Linked DNA regions of Mus musculus: region 1 is linked to region 2. Evidence: chromatin contacts called from public HiChIP or PLAC-seq data. All regions are on one chromosome and are shown on one strand. The core of a region is the stretch at or near the end of the contact, and the rest is flanking DNA. Distances in the headings are between cores, read along the strand shown. Region 1 has its middle 7.0 kb from the start of Gm35429. Region 2 holds the start of 2610301B20Rik (RIKEN cDNA 2610301B20 gene).

Region 1 (6,748 bases), core at 562-3,061, 170 kb after region 2:
CATCTCCACTCGTGTGAACCAGATAATGCCACAAACAGCCAGGACTTTCCCCTAGGCCCCACCCCCAACCCCAATGGGTCAGTGCAGCACCACTCAGTATAAACGTGCACTCGTGTGCACACACACGCACACACACGCACACACATACACAGGTATCCCCTAACTCATGAGAATGTCAGAAGAGACCTAGATGGGGCACCAGATGAAGGCAACACTGTCAGTGGAGGCCACATGGGAAACATGAGGGTGCAGTCCTACTGTGTGCAGCCAGAGTGGTATCGGTGGATGCCTGCGGTAGAACAGGGCCAAGCAGCTAATGGCCCTTACTGCTCCAGTGTCAAGAGAGGCCAAGTGGTGAAGCTGGATTTAAGTTCCGCTTTCTCTTGACAGATTGGTATGAGGTTAGGGCAGGGTTAGATGTATGTGGGAATCAGTCCCCACTGGCAGGAGCTCCCACACAGTCAGTGAACCTGGAAGCTGTACTTAGGTGAACACTGGCTTGGGAAGCTAAACTATTTGGCCTCCTGCTTCATGGTTGACCCCCCAGGCCCTGCTTGCCACTTTTCTTGGTTGTAACTCTCATTCCAGCTAATCTATGTGGAAATGGGACATGTCAACATACTAGAAATACCCAGGCAATAAAAACAAGTTAAGATGATAGAGAGCTGACTGTGTTCTTGTGCTTAGACACAAGGACTCTCAATGGTTTCCAGACTTCCAGTTTACACTCTACTGCCTTCACCCTGTTTCAAAAGGGAAAGGACCAAGACTGAGACAGATGGAAGAAAAGTGAGAACACAGTCCTACTGTGTGCAGCCAGAGTGGTATCAATAGATAGACAGTGAACAAGTAAGGCCAGAGACCGAGTTTCCCTCACTTGACGTGGCTGTAATCTCAGCCTCAAGAAGCAGAGGCACTAAAGGGGCCAGAAGTTCAAGGCCGTCCTCAGCTACATAGTGAGTTCAAGGCCAGCCTGGACTACATGAGACCTTGTGTAAAATAAATAAATAAAATTACCAAGACTCTATTCTACCTAACACCAGACAAGATTTAAAACAGTAGCAGCTGAGTGTGCTAATGCACACCTGTAATCTCAGGAGTTGGAAGCAGAGGCAGGTGGATCTCTGAAGGTCAGCCTGGTCTACGTGGAGAGTTCTAGGCCAGCCAGGGACATATAGTGATGCCCTGTCTTAAAACAACATGAAAATCTTTGTGCTGTATGAAAATGTTCAAATGGACCATGACTGAGTGACTGCCACGCCCTCTGGTCAAGTCTGCTTGACAGGCTGAAAGTCTGAAAGCACTCACGAGGAAAAGAGTTTCAAGGAAACTCACCTCCTGGAGCTTTGGCGTTCTCATTTACCCATATACTCATACCCTATTCCCTTAGTCTGGTGTATGGAAAAATTCTGTTATAGTTAAGTCTCCCCAGTGTTCCAAGGTCCCAGAAGCCTGTGAGCTTAGAATCCTGTAAGAATGCAGTAAGGAAGTTAACCTATTCAGTTACTAATTAAGCATTACAAAAGACGGAGCCAGTAGCTGAGAGCTGGTCTGCAAGGTGTTTACAGTAGCAAATCGCACCCAAACAAGGGAATACCATGAAAGAGCCAGGGAATCCCACTGAGATAGAAATCTTCAGTACAGGCTACATTGCATATTAGAAGCAAGTTGGTAAATTCTTCTGACAAATGGAGATTCTCCAGATACTTAAAAGTTACACTCACATAAGAATTTAGCAAGGTCTGGGAATTAGGGGGGTTGTGATATTGCATTATTCATGAGGCCTGCCAAGAGCAGTACCCCCTGGTGCTTGCCTTCACAAGGTTCAAAGGTATAACACTAGAGTGTGAAATCCTTGCCCGTCACTAAACTGACCCTAGTCAGGACTGCTTTATCTTTACTATAAACATTTACCTGGTTCCTGTAAATCCTTTTGAAGTCATTCCTTTGTTTTGTTCAGGTAACTTCAATGTACTTTGCCTGCTACCCTTTGTATTTTCTGTACTATATAAGATTGGTGTTCACTTTGTGACAATACATTCAGATTCTACACAATCTCACGTGTTGGTCTGTTTGTCACCCGCCAATGTTTTGCCCACCTGCCCTAGAGACCCGTTCCACGCAGACAAAGGGACCCAGAGGGTCTGCGGCAAGTGACCACCCCCCTTAAACCTTCAAGTATGTTCTGAGAAGAACATTTCATTAGACTGTGATCTCCACCAGTTTATGTTAAATACTTTTCTGATTCAAACCCACATGGAAAATGAATGGATGCTGAGGGTGACATCCCCAGGAAGAAGAAACTCTCGTCTGGGTGGCCTTCTGTGGCTCTACAGTGTACACCATGCCTCAGACCAATTCCTTGTGGAACTAAAGCCCGGAAAATCTGAAGAACAAGGGTATTACAAAAATGTGAGAAGATATTTTTCATATGGAATGTGTAAGGGAATTAAACGAAAGGCTAAACAAATGACTTTTAAATATGTCTAAAGACCTGCAACCCTGTTCATGGCACAGGCAGTGACTCCTTGCCTCCCTGAGGATCCACAGGACCCACGCACGGATCCTGCACTCCACTCTGCCCACACCTGTAAATATTGGCATGCAGAGAACACCAGGTAATGGCAGCAGCTCACATACTTCTGTCGGCGATTTAAGGCAAGTTGGTCTCATACGAGTCAAACTCTTTATCTGAATTATAACCATAAAAATATACATCCCCAGTAAATTACAACCATCTTTTATACAATGAAATATGAGAACCTTGGTGATGGCTATTCTTGGATATCAATTTGATACATTTGAAATTAAGTAAACCCCCCCCAAATTGAGGGCACATCTGTGGGGTATTTCTGCTTAATTGGAAATGGGAAGATCTACTTCTAATCCAGATTTTAGAGATAGAAGGACACACCTTTAATCCAGATATTTAATCTAGATCTAATCTGGAAGCCTATATAAGAACATGCAAGTGAAAGACCCACAACATGAGGACTCCCCCACGTTCTGACTCAGGAGAGGCGACACCCCAAAATCACCCACAAGAAACGGTCTTGTTGCAAACTGCAAGAGGATTTTTATTCAAGAGCGCTCTCTCGGGCCCACGGTCATACACCACGTAGGGGTAGAGGACCATGGCGCCCCGTGTAGCTGAGTAAGGGGGTATTTAAAGGAAGAAACCGAAACTCAAGGAAGTGGGGAGGGCGTTGTTGGAAGATACCAAAGATACCAGTTAAGAGTCACAAGGAAGTGTAAAGTTACAAGAGTCACAAGGAATACCTGGTAATTGTTAACTCTCAAGACAGCTTCTAAGAGCCTCTAACAATAGCACATTTGCATTGCAGGTTCTGGCAATGGCCAGGGTGACTTTCTTTGAATGAGCACTCTTTGAACCCAGGAAGCGGGTGGGTAGAGGAATGTCGCTATCTCTTTTATGATTAGCATACCTTTACAAAGGCCACATTCCCAAGCCTGGGCCTAAAGGCCTAGAATTCTGTTTTTATTATGTTATACTTTGACAAGAAAGTTCCTGCCTGTTTGCTCTCTACTTGTTAGTACGTCCATTCCTTCACTGGCATTACAACCTACCTCTTCAGGATTCCAGTGTATACTGAAGGCAGTCTGAGACATCCAGCCTCATGGACTGAGCAGCTACAGTCAGCCATTGTTGGATTAGCGGGACCACAGACTAAGTTATTCTTAAATAAATCCCCTTTCTACACACACACACACACACACACACACACACACACACACACACACACACATTCTATACGTTCTGTTATTCTAAAGAAGCCTGAGTAATACAATTTCCTTCTTTAAAATTTCTACACCAGCTGAGCTGTGGTGGTGCACACCTTTAGTCCCAGCACTCGGGAGGCAGAGGCAGGTCGATTTTGGATCTTTGAGTTTGAGGCCAGCCTGATCTACAGAGTGTGTTCCAGGACAGCCAGGGCTACACAGGGAAACTTTATCAAAAACAAACCCCAAAAAGACAAAATCAATTTTTATAGCTTATTATTAGCGTATGTGTGCATGATGAGGGGGACATGAAGTGTGGCACACACATGAAGGTCAGAGGATAGCTTTGGGGGTCAGCTGGTTCTCCCTCTTCACCTCGGGTTTGGGGGACAGGACTTTGGTCATCAGACTTACTAAAACATTTTATTTTATTATTTTTTTAAATATTTATTTATTTATTTATTTATTTAATGTAAGTACACTGTAGCTGTCTTCAGACACACCAGAAGAGGGCATCAGATCTCATTACGGATGGTTGTGAGCCACCATGTGGTTGCTGGGATTTGAACTTCAGACCTTTGGAAGAGCAGTCGGGTGCTCTTACCCATTGAGCCATCTCACTAGCCCCACTAAAACATTTTAAAAGACAATTGAAAGCCAGTAGGTGGGTGGAGGCACACTTCTCTAATCCCAGCACTGGGTCAACAGAGGCAGGTGGATCTCTGTGAGTTCAAGGCCAGTTAGGTCTACAGAGCAAGTTCCAGGACAGCCAGGGCTAAAAAAAAACCTAACTTGAAAAAACAAAAACAAAAACAATACAGTTGAAAAATTTTAAAGCTTTTGTGTGCCTATATTAGCATCTTCCCCTCCATCTATTTTTCATATTTATTTTAATTATGTGTATATCTGAACATGAGGGCAGGAGCCTGTGGGGCTGGAGTGCGGTGGTTTTGAGCTACCCTGCAGTGCTGGGAGCCCAACTCTGGTCCTCTCACAAGCAGTTCCTGCTCTTCTTCATCCCTAGGCTTCCGTCTGTCCATCTTTACCCCTCATCCTTGTTTGTTTTGCTAATTTTTTTTCCCAAGATAGGGTCTCACTATGTAGCTCTGGCTGTCCTAGAACTCACTATGTAGGCGAAGTTGATTTCAAACTCACAGAGATCTGCCAACCTTTGCCTTCAGAGTGCTGGGATTAAAGGCATGTCCACCATACCCGGCTCTCCTCCACAGCTATTTTGTTGGTTGGTTAGTTGGATTTGAGACAAGGTGTCTGCCTCTACCTTGGTAGTGCTGCGATCATAGACATGTGGCACAGTGCCTAGCTGGATACCATTTTTAATGTTACATGTATGTTGAGAAAAAAATGGGGAGGACTTAATTCATTTAATGGTGGTTATTTCTTACTTATGAAATGGTTGATTTAAAAAATAATTATCCTCAGGCTGGAGAGAAGGATCAGCAGTTCAGAGCACTGACTGCTTTTCCAGAGGTCCTGAGTTCAATTCCCAGCAACCACCTGGTGGCTCACAACCATCTGTAATGGGATCTGATGCCCTCTTCTGGTGTGTCTGAGGAGATTGACAGTGTACTCATATACATAAAATAAATAAATCTTTAAAACATTTAATAATTATCCTCTACTGTGTTTGTTTGGCCCCAATATTCCTGTAATGAGTACAAGAAGTAGGCTGTGTAAAAACAACAATATTCAGTGTTTCACAATATCTTAAGAGAGCAGGATTCAATCAGCCACACACAGCCTACAAGTGAGGGATGGCAGCAGCATCCTTCTGCTAAGGAAGGAGAACGCAGTGCATTTGGAAATTAGTATCGCATAGACGACTGCCCCAAGAAACAAGCATAGACTTACTGAAACAGCTTTCTGAATCATTAATGTGGAGTTCCTATGGAATCCTGCCCGCCTATAAAAGGACTCCAGGCTTATACAGCTCTTGAATTTGGTCGTTGAGTAGTTCATGTTGCCGGCCTGTGCTGAAACACACAGAGCATTATTACATAACTGAGCCTCCAGGAGAGGGGTCAGGATTAAAAATAAAATAGAAAACACAGCGAAGCCTGGCACAGCGAAGCCAGGCAGGGATGTTTAATGAGAAAAGGTGACTCAAAGGCAAACAGGATTTGTGCAAGAGAAAAAAAAAAGTCAGCCCACAGGCTCATTAAATAACGAGGACTTCCTAGCTCTGAGTCAAAAGGCATTGTTTATCCAAGGAATGCTTACATTAGAAACACTGTAAACAATAATCATGAGCGCACATACAAAATACGTATCTTAAACGCCAAACCCCTTACTGCGTCCTCTGACTTACTTATCCTTCCTCTCAGCCTGTTTTCTGATTGTAGCCAGCAATCGAGATTCTTGAATACTGTATGCTTCACTCAGCTGTCACGTGTGTGTGTGTGTATGTGTGTGCACTATGTGCGTGGGACCGCATGTGTGTGGAGGTCACAGGACAGCGTGTAGGAGCCATCCTGTCCTCCCGTCAGGGATTCTAAGATTGAACTCTGGAGGCTCTGCCTGAACTCTGAGTGCATTCACCATTGAGCATCCTGCTGACCCTGAATAAAAAGTGGCCTGTGTGATGTCATGGTCACCTGTCAGCCAGTCGCACAGCAATCGCCTGCCTCCCACCATCCTACTGCTTGAAGGGACCTTCGTAAAACTCTTTATGTGTACGATTGGTCTGCCTGCATGTATGCATGTGCAACACAGTGCCTGGTTCCTTCGGAGGCCAGAGAGGCCTTCAGATCACCTGTTACCAGGTAGGCACAGTTGTGGGCTATGTGGTCCTGGGAACTCAACCCAGGCCCTCTGTAAGGCAGCCCCAGGACCCTAATTTTTAGGAAATAATGTTTACCACACAGTAATTTTCATCATAAGGAGAAGCAGGTGAGTGGCCAGTCTGCCTCCTTCTGACCCATTTCAGTCAATCCCAGTTCCCTGTGTGGCTTCTTGCCCAGTCTTGTTATGGAAACAAACAGTAGGCTTA
Region 2 (7,218 bases), core at 1,415-3,914:
CCTCGAACTCAGAAATTCGCCTGCCTCTGCCTCCCAAGTGCTGGGATTACAGGCATACGCCACCACTGCCCAGCCAACTTTGTTTTTTAAGAAAAAGAAAGAATGTGAAGTTGCAAGGCAACAAGAATTCATGCAATAAAAAAATTCTCAAAACATAAAAACCTTTTAAAACATCTTTGGAATACTAAGTACATATAATGAAATATGGCATACTCCTTTCACCATGTTAGATTATTCGAGACACTTGCCTATTCTCCTTTATGAAATATCTGAAACTCAGAATGTTTTCAAAACTTTGGGACAAGGATTCACAAATCCTTAATTTAGCCCTATCAACTGGAGAGCAACTATTTATTACTTGCCGTACAAGCAAATTGCAAGAGTAACCTTTTAAAATGTTTTTTAATTTCCACACACACAGGAGCACCTGTGAAAGTCAGAAGATGTTGGATCCTCCTGGATCTGGAGTGACAGGCAGTTGTGAGCCACTGGAGATGTGGGCTGGGAATCAAGCCTAGGTCTTGTGACGAGCATCAAGAGTTCCCTGCAGCTGAGCCATCTCAGCAGCCCCAAGGGCAACCTTTCAAGTGGCTTCTTCCTGTGTTTGTACTGGAGTCGGTTCCAGGTACAATCTTAGGACAAAACATCTTGTTCTCTTTTTTTAAGTATTATAAAATTGATGAGAAGACATCCAAAGTAGAGGCTGTTCCTGCAAAGCCGCCGCACACCATGCAGCTCACCACCGCCTATAGCTCCAGCTCCAGTCACCTGAACATACATGTACATACTCACACACAGCCATACACATGCATATACATACACGCGCATTAAAACTAATACAAATGTATCTTTAGAAAGGCTTGTCTTCAATTAAAAAAAAAAAAAAGATTCCCAAGGTAAAATGGCAGATTAGACGTTTCCTTCATGTGACTGAGTAAGAAAAGAGAAAAAAGGGAGAGTAGAGCAATCAAGAAAGTGCGGTCAGGACAACCAACAAGCATGGAATAGAAATGCCATGGGCATGGAGTATATGAAAAACTGGCGACAGCTCCAACCAGCTCCCAGGCCCCTGGGAGCATGAAACGGGAAGCAATGACCACAGGTTGATTCTGAAAGCCTTGTGAAAAAAGACTGCTAGGTCTAACCTCAGAAGAAAAAAAAAAAAAAAACAAACTCACAGTTCTTACAAATTTTATGATGTAAACAGGCTCGACAGCAGCAAGGCCACGCAGAGAAACAGCTAGAGTTTGCCAGACATTACCTTTGTTTTACTATAACATTACATTTTAAGTAATGGTTGCACTCAACAATAGGCCGCCAAAAAAAAAAAAAAAAAAAAAAAAAAAAAAAAAAAAAAACCATCATCCTTCCAAAGGCTTCTGGTGAGCTGTTACCTACCATTTTTATATTGCGCACCGTTACATGTTGCTCCTCGGGAAATTTAAAACTATTTTGAACGAATTAAGTAAATGAAACTAACAAATCACCTGGCTCAGATGTCTGCCGAACTCAGAGTGCCGACTTCTTGGCTAATACAACTTTAGAAATGCAATGTGCTCGCTATGTTCATGAAGCGGTGCTGTGATCTAGGTCTGTGTTACAAACCGACTCCAGGGAGGCTGAGGTAGGAGAGACCTCAAGTTCTAAGGCTAGCCCAGGCTATATAGATATGACTGCCTGCTCAAACCATAAGAATTGAAAATACTGTGGGGGCTTGTTTTGTTTGTTTTGCTTTATTTTGTTTTGGGTTTTGCACCGTGGTTTATATTCTTTTTCAAAGTAGTGCTTCATATCCTGGTGAGACAGTCTTGCGATTCATAAATTGATAGGAATCACTATTTTATTGGTAATGAGAGAAAAACGGTCTAGGAGCTGCTTGTCAAAGGAAAACTAGAAGTGTGCGGGGAAGCTGGGAGGCTGGCCAGAGGTCCTGCAATTCCAGTCTCTCTACTGCAAATGCCTCTATCAATAAGAAAGTAGCCGGGGCCCCTCTCTCGCTTCTCTCCCTCCCTTTCTCCTCTCGACCGCACCCCCCCCCCCACCCCCCACTCTAGCTTTGAAGACTCAGCTCCAACACTTTTATGTCACAGAAAAGAGGGGCAGAATTCTTCAAAGCACAATGTTCGAATGTGCTTAAGCTTTTTCACTCCGATCCAAGCCAGCTTGAGTGCGGCATAAGTTTCCAATGCAGAGTCTACATAGAATCTTCCTGCCAAAATTAGCATCACCAGTAGTCGTGGCCGAGTGGTTAAGGCGATGGACTAGAAATCCATTGGGGTCTCCCCGCGCAGGTTCGAATCCTGCCGACTACGGAAGGGAATGTTTTTTGCCACCGAATGAATAATTTTGGATCTGCAGATTCCCCGATGAAACATACAGCCTGCCAAAGCGACCAGGGGTCGCCACGGGGTGGAAAGAGAGGCTGTTGGGGTGGAAAGAGAGACTGTTTGTGATCAGGCGCCGGAGCGGAGCGGGAGAGGTGAAGGGCAAAGCGGGCCCACAGGCTGCGTGGACGGCAAGGGAAGCGCTCCGGGCACGCAGGACCCACCGACAACATCCGCGGCGGCCGGCCTCAGCGGGTCCCCGGGCCTCGGGACCCCCTGCCACCGCGAGTGCGCGCCCGTCAGCGCCGCGGCAGCGCGCGCGCCCCCCGAGTCGCCCGGAGGTTTGCGCAGGCGCGGAAGGTTGTGGGGAACCCGCTCCCGGGCGCGTCGGTTTCTCGCGTTGCCGTGGAAACCACCGGCCAGCGAGGCTCGGGAGAGAAAGACGCGTCTGTTCAAGATGGCGAAGGACCTGGACGAACTTCTGGATGAAGTCGAGACCAAGTTCTGCAGACTCGACCCCTTGAGGCTGGACCTGGGTGAGCGGCCCAAAGGCGACGGCGGCGGCGGCTCGCACAGCGGCGACCGGAACGGAGCCCAGGAGAAAGAAACTCTCAGGTTAACGCAGGCGGGTGGACGGTTCTGCTACAGCCCTGCTCGGGGCGCCTAAGCCGGCCTCCGCCGCCGCGCGCCCCCGCGGCCTGGGCTACTGTCCTAGCCCTCGACGGCCCTCGGGTCACGGCTCAGACCCCGCCCCTGGGCGAGCCTGAGGGAGCTGAGACCCTACCTGACAGCCCTAACCTGACGTGGATCGGGGTGTCCCTCCCCTGAGACACGACAGGGCCACGCTGACCAGACCCACAGCGTTCTCATCGGCGAGGGGCCCTGACTGCAAATGTCGTGCCTCTCACGCCGTTACCAGGCAACCCTTAGGGAACCGGTAGGCCAGCTGTTAGAAGACCATTTTATTGTCTGATTTGTTTAAGCTCGAGGAGTTAGATGAGAGTATATTTAATTATTAAGAGTATCCATTGCAAATATCTGAATTAAATAAATTGCCCAGTTGCCTGCCATTCCCCGTGTCTCCAAAGTTAAGGGACCCAGCAAATGTCCTATTATATCCAGGTCGAAGTTTAAAGACACTTAAATCTTTGGGGATTTGAACAACAACAATAAAAAGCAGGCGTCGTTGCATTATCCTTTAAAGTGAGATCTTAGGCTCAGTAATAACTCCTGCTAGGACCTGCCGCTTGCCTAGACCATTGGGGGAAAGGCTGGTGTTTCTTCCATTAATGTATAAGGTATTACTTTGCAGTGTTTGCTTTGTGTTTGGCTTGGTTTTGTTCCTTTGTGGTTGGAGAGAATTTGTCAGGCCTTTTCATCTTGGAACCAACATAAAGAAGCTTAGACTGTCTCCACACTGAAAGGATGGCCATTTCTGTGGCTTCTCCCCAGCCATGTGATCTTTCCTGCCTGTGTCTGACTACCAGACTCCACCCACACCCTCCTCTCCCTGCCCCCACCTTAGCACATTTATAATGCCTAAAGTGAATCACAACTGTTATCACTTGTGTTAAACTTTTTATCAGGGACAATGATTAGAAGTTGTGCAAAAAACAACAGCAAATACCCTAAGCCAAGTTTTAAATACAGTTCCTTTCTGGTATGGAATGCCATCACTGAAGTTTTACACTAAGCCAAAGGAAATCATTTGTGAGTTTATGAACAGACCACCTGCTGGTTGCATGGCTTAACTTACCATCTCTAGATGATAGCTGTGATAATAATTGCTAATGTTTACTTCTCTCTGTGCTAAGTCCCCGATATGGGTTACCCCTATCGCCCAATGAGGTGAATGGTGTTCTCTCTTCATTCACCAAATCTAGGTGGCCTGATAGCGTTGGTCTAAGAATGAGTTTGAGGCTCAGCTGGGTAATTTAGTAAGACCAGGTTTCAACTAAATAATACTCATCATCATCTTCTTAGTAATTCATCTGTCTCAAGGCCAGCCTGGTCTACAGAGTAAGTTCCAGGATAGCCAAGGCTACACAGAGAAATCCTGTCTCAAAAAGTAAACCAAAAAAAAAATTCATCTGCTTCTTGAACTTCTTGAATTATATGAGAAAAGAGCCTAGACAGTCTGTCGTCAAAACCAAAGAAGAGTCTCATGGGAGCGTCTCTGTAGTTGGGGCCCAGTGGGACAGACACACCGTTAACCCCAGAGGCAGAGGCAGACTCAGCTCTGAGTGATAGGCCACCCAGGGTTGGAACTGAGAAACCTGAAAGTAATTATTTGAGGTAAGAATTCCCTGTAGTTGACAGATACAGAGATGAGTCCAGAGATAGAGCATTACGCCTGAAAGCAGTTTGAAAGATACTGTTTTAGTAGATAAAGTATTGATATTCAAAGAAACTAAAGCACTTGAATAAGATCAGTATTTCTAGACTAGTGATGATTTTGCAGTGACATGAGTTCTTATGGTTACCACAACTGGAAAAAAGTATACTTTAGGCATCTAGCAGGTAGATAGGAACCCTGTAAAATAGCCTAGACAGGCCAATAGTGCTTCCTCTCGACATACAGGACTTATGTGACCCCAAATGTCAGTAGCTGTAAGATTGAGGAAACCATGGGTGTTGCTGATACTAAAGCAATGGATATAGGCTACTCCAGTTGTGAGTAAGAAAGAGTGGCAGCTTCAAGGGACAGTTTTATAGAGTGATGGGAGTGGGGGTGATGGTTTGTTTAGAAGAGAGTCTTTAGCATAGTTCTAAAGCGAAGGGAAATACCAGTGTAGGCAGTGAAAGACATGAAGGATAAAAGTGAGAGAAGGGGCAGCCACAAAGGTAAAGCCTGGAGGTATTGGGTTAACCATTCGGTACGAGGGATACATCCTCATGTTAGGGCTTCAAAGTAAATACACTTCTAAAGAATTGGAACCAAAAAAATGGCCCAGTAAATTTCTAAAGTTGAGTAACAGTGTCCACAATGTAAAAACTTTAGGAACAGTTGTCCCATAACATGTAAGTATGTGAACTGCCCTTTATCTGTGTGCCCTTGTACAAGCTTTAGAGTCTCTCAGTGCCTATTCTTCATCTAAAGATAGAAGTAATGAAAGCCTTAGGACAGTGTCTGCCTGACACTAATTTTTTTTTTTTTTTTTTTTTTTTTTTTTTTTTTTTGAGTAGTGGCAGGAGACTGGGCAATGCTGGCTGGGCATTAGAACTCAGGACTTTGTCCATGCTAAACGGGCACTCTATTAGTAGAGTATATGAGCTATGTCCCCAGCTCAGTGTTCTTTTAAATAAATGGTCTAGGTGGCAGTAGGCCTGGTGGCTTTCCCTGAAGAACTTGGAGTAGTTGAAATATTGTGACATGTAGCAGTGGTTCTTGGCTTTGGGGAGGGATTTTTCTCTTTTGGGTCATTTGCTGACATGAGCAAATGATTTTTTTTAATTAGGTAATTTTTTCATTTACATTTCCAATGCTATACCAAAAGTCCCCGATGCCCTCCCCCCCACTCCCCTACCTACCCACTCCCACTTCCTGGCCCTGGCGTTCCCCTGTACTGAGGCATATAAAGTTTGCATGACCAATGGGCCTCTCTTTGCACTGATGGCTGACTAGGCCATCTTTTGATACATATGCAGCTAGAGACACAAGCTCCAGGGGGTACTGGTTAGTTCATATTGTTGTTCCACCTATAGGGTTGCAGACCCCTTTAGCTCCTTGGGTACTTTCTCTAGCTCCTCCATTGGGAGCCCTGTGATCCATCCATTAGCTGACTGTGAGCATCCACTTCTGTGTTTGCTAGGCCTAAGAATAGCCTCACAAGAGAGAGCTATATCAGGGTCCTTTCAGCAAAACCTTGCTAGTGTATGCAATGGTGTCAGCATTTGGAGGCTGATTATGGGATGGATCCCCGGGTATGGCAGTCTCTAGATGATCCATCCTTCCGTCACAACTCCAAACTTTGTCTCTGTAACTCCTTCCATGGGTGTTTTGTTCCCAATTCTAAGAAGGGGCAAACTGTCCACACTTTGGTCTTCGTTCTTCTTAAGTTTCATGTGTTTCTCAAATTGTATCTTATATCTTGGGTATTCTAAGTTTCTGGGGTAATATCCACTTATCAGTGAGTACATGTGAGTTCTTTTGTGATGGGGTTACCTCACTCAGGATGATGCCCTCCAGGTCCATCCATTTGCCTAGGAATTTCATAAATTCATTCTTTTTAATAGCTGAGTAGTATACCATTAATTGTACCACATTTTCTGTATCCATTCCTCTGTCGTGGGGCATCTGGGTTCTTTCCAGCTTCTGGCTATTATAAATAAGCCTGCTATGAACATAGTGGAGCATGTGCCTTTCTTACCAGTTGGAACATCTTCTGGATATATGCCCAGGAGAGGTATTGTGGGATCCTCCGGTAGTGCTATGTCCAATTTTCTGAGGAACCGCCAGACTGATTTCCAGAGTGGTTGTACAAGCTTGCAATCCCACCAACAATGGAGAAGTGTTCCTCTTTCCCCACGAGCAAATGATTTTTAAAAAAGAGGTTTTTTGCCTTCAACTTTTATGGTATTAGAATTTGTTTATAACCTATATATTTTATATTCTCTATGTAAGTGCTTGACATAATTTAGGAAAGTACATTCCCAGTTTTTTCTTTAATATAATACATTTGCTTAAATATCTTAACTGCATAATAGTAAGGCACAGACATGCTTTTATACCAAAATACTATAACTTTGTCTCAACAAAAAGCCTATTCCTGTGAGTACGGTTGAAGTCTGAAAGTATATTATTAACACAAGGTCTTCCTTGTCAAGGATCTCAGTGCCTCAGACCAAGGGCATGGCAGCGCCTTCCCCAGTCAGGCTTGCTCACAAAGAGTTC

What was found. HiChIP or PLAC-seq counts read pairs in DNA pulled down with a chosen protein or histone mark.
Region 1: an H3K27ac HiChIP or PLAC-seq map of embryonic stem cells shows a contact between it and region 2, with 11 read pairs. The contact joins the enhancer-like site here to the promoter of 2610301B20Rik in region 2. A contact is called at or near these places in 1 of 39 promoter capture datasets (embryonic stem cells), 1 of 484 Hi-C or Micro-C datasets (bone marrow-derived macrophages), 6 of 115 datasets of contacts at active chromatin or transcription factors (acute myeloid leukemia, bone marrow-derived macrophages, embryonic stem cells and 1 more) and 2 of 9 other capture datasets (adipose tissue and liver).

Annotation. Positions count from the first base shown.
Region 1 is chr4:11,041,795-11,048,542 of GRCm38.p6, forward strand. No RefSeq gene overlaps it. Among named protein-coding and RNA genes, the nearest start is that of Gm35429, 7.0 kb to the left of the region's middle. Within about 2 kb of position 1,812, at least 16 of the 459 cell types and tissues checked have an H3K27ac peak or open chromatin away from gene starts, as enhancers often do. A contact at or near this core is called in embryonic stem cells, where this site is marked.
Region 2 is chr4:10,871,834-10,879,051 of GRCm38.p6, forward strand. 2610301B20Rik (RIKEN cDNA 2610301B20 gene) reads left to right here and starts at 2,665. Exons shown (of 6, transcript NM_026005.3): 1 at 2,665-2,939. The coding sequence starts at 2,782. n-TSaga9 (a tRNA gene) reads left to right here and starts at 2,231; the gene lies at 2,231-2,312.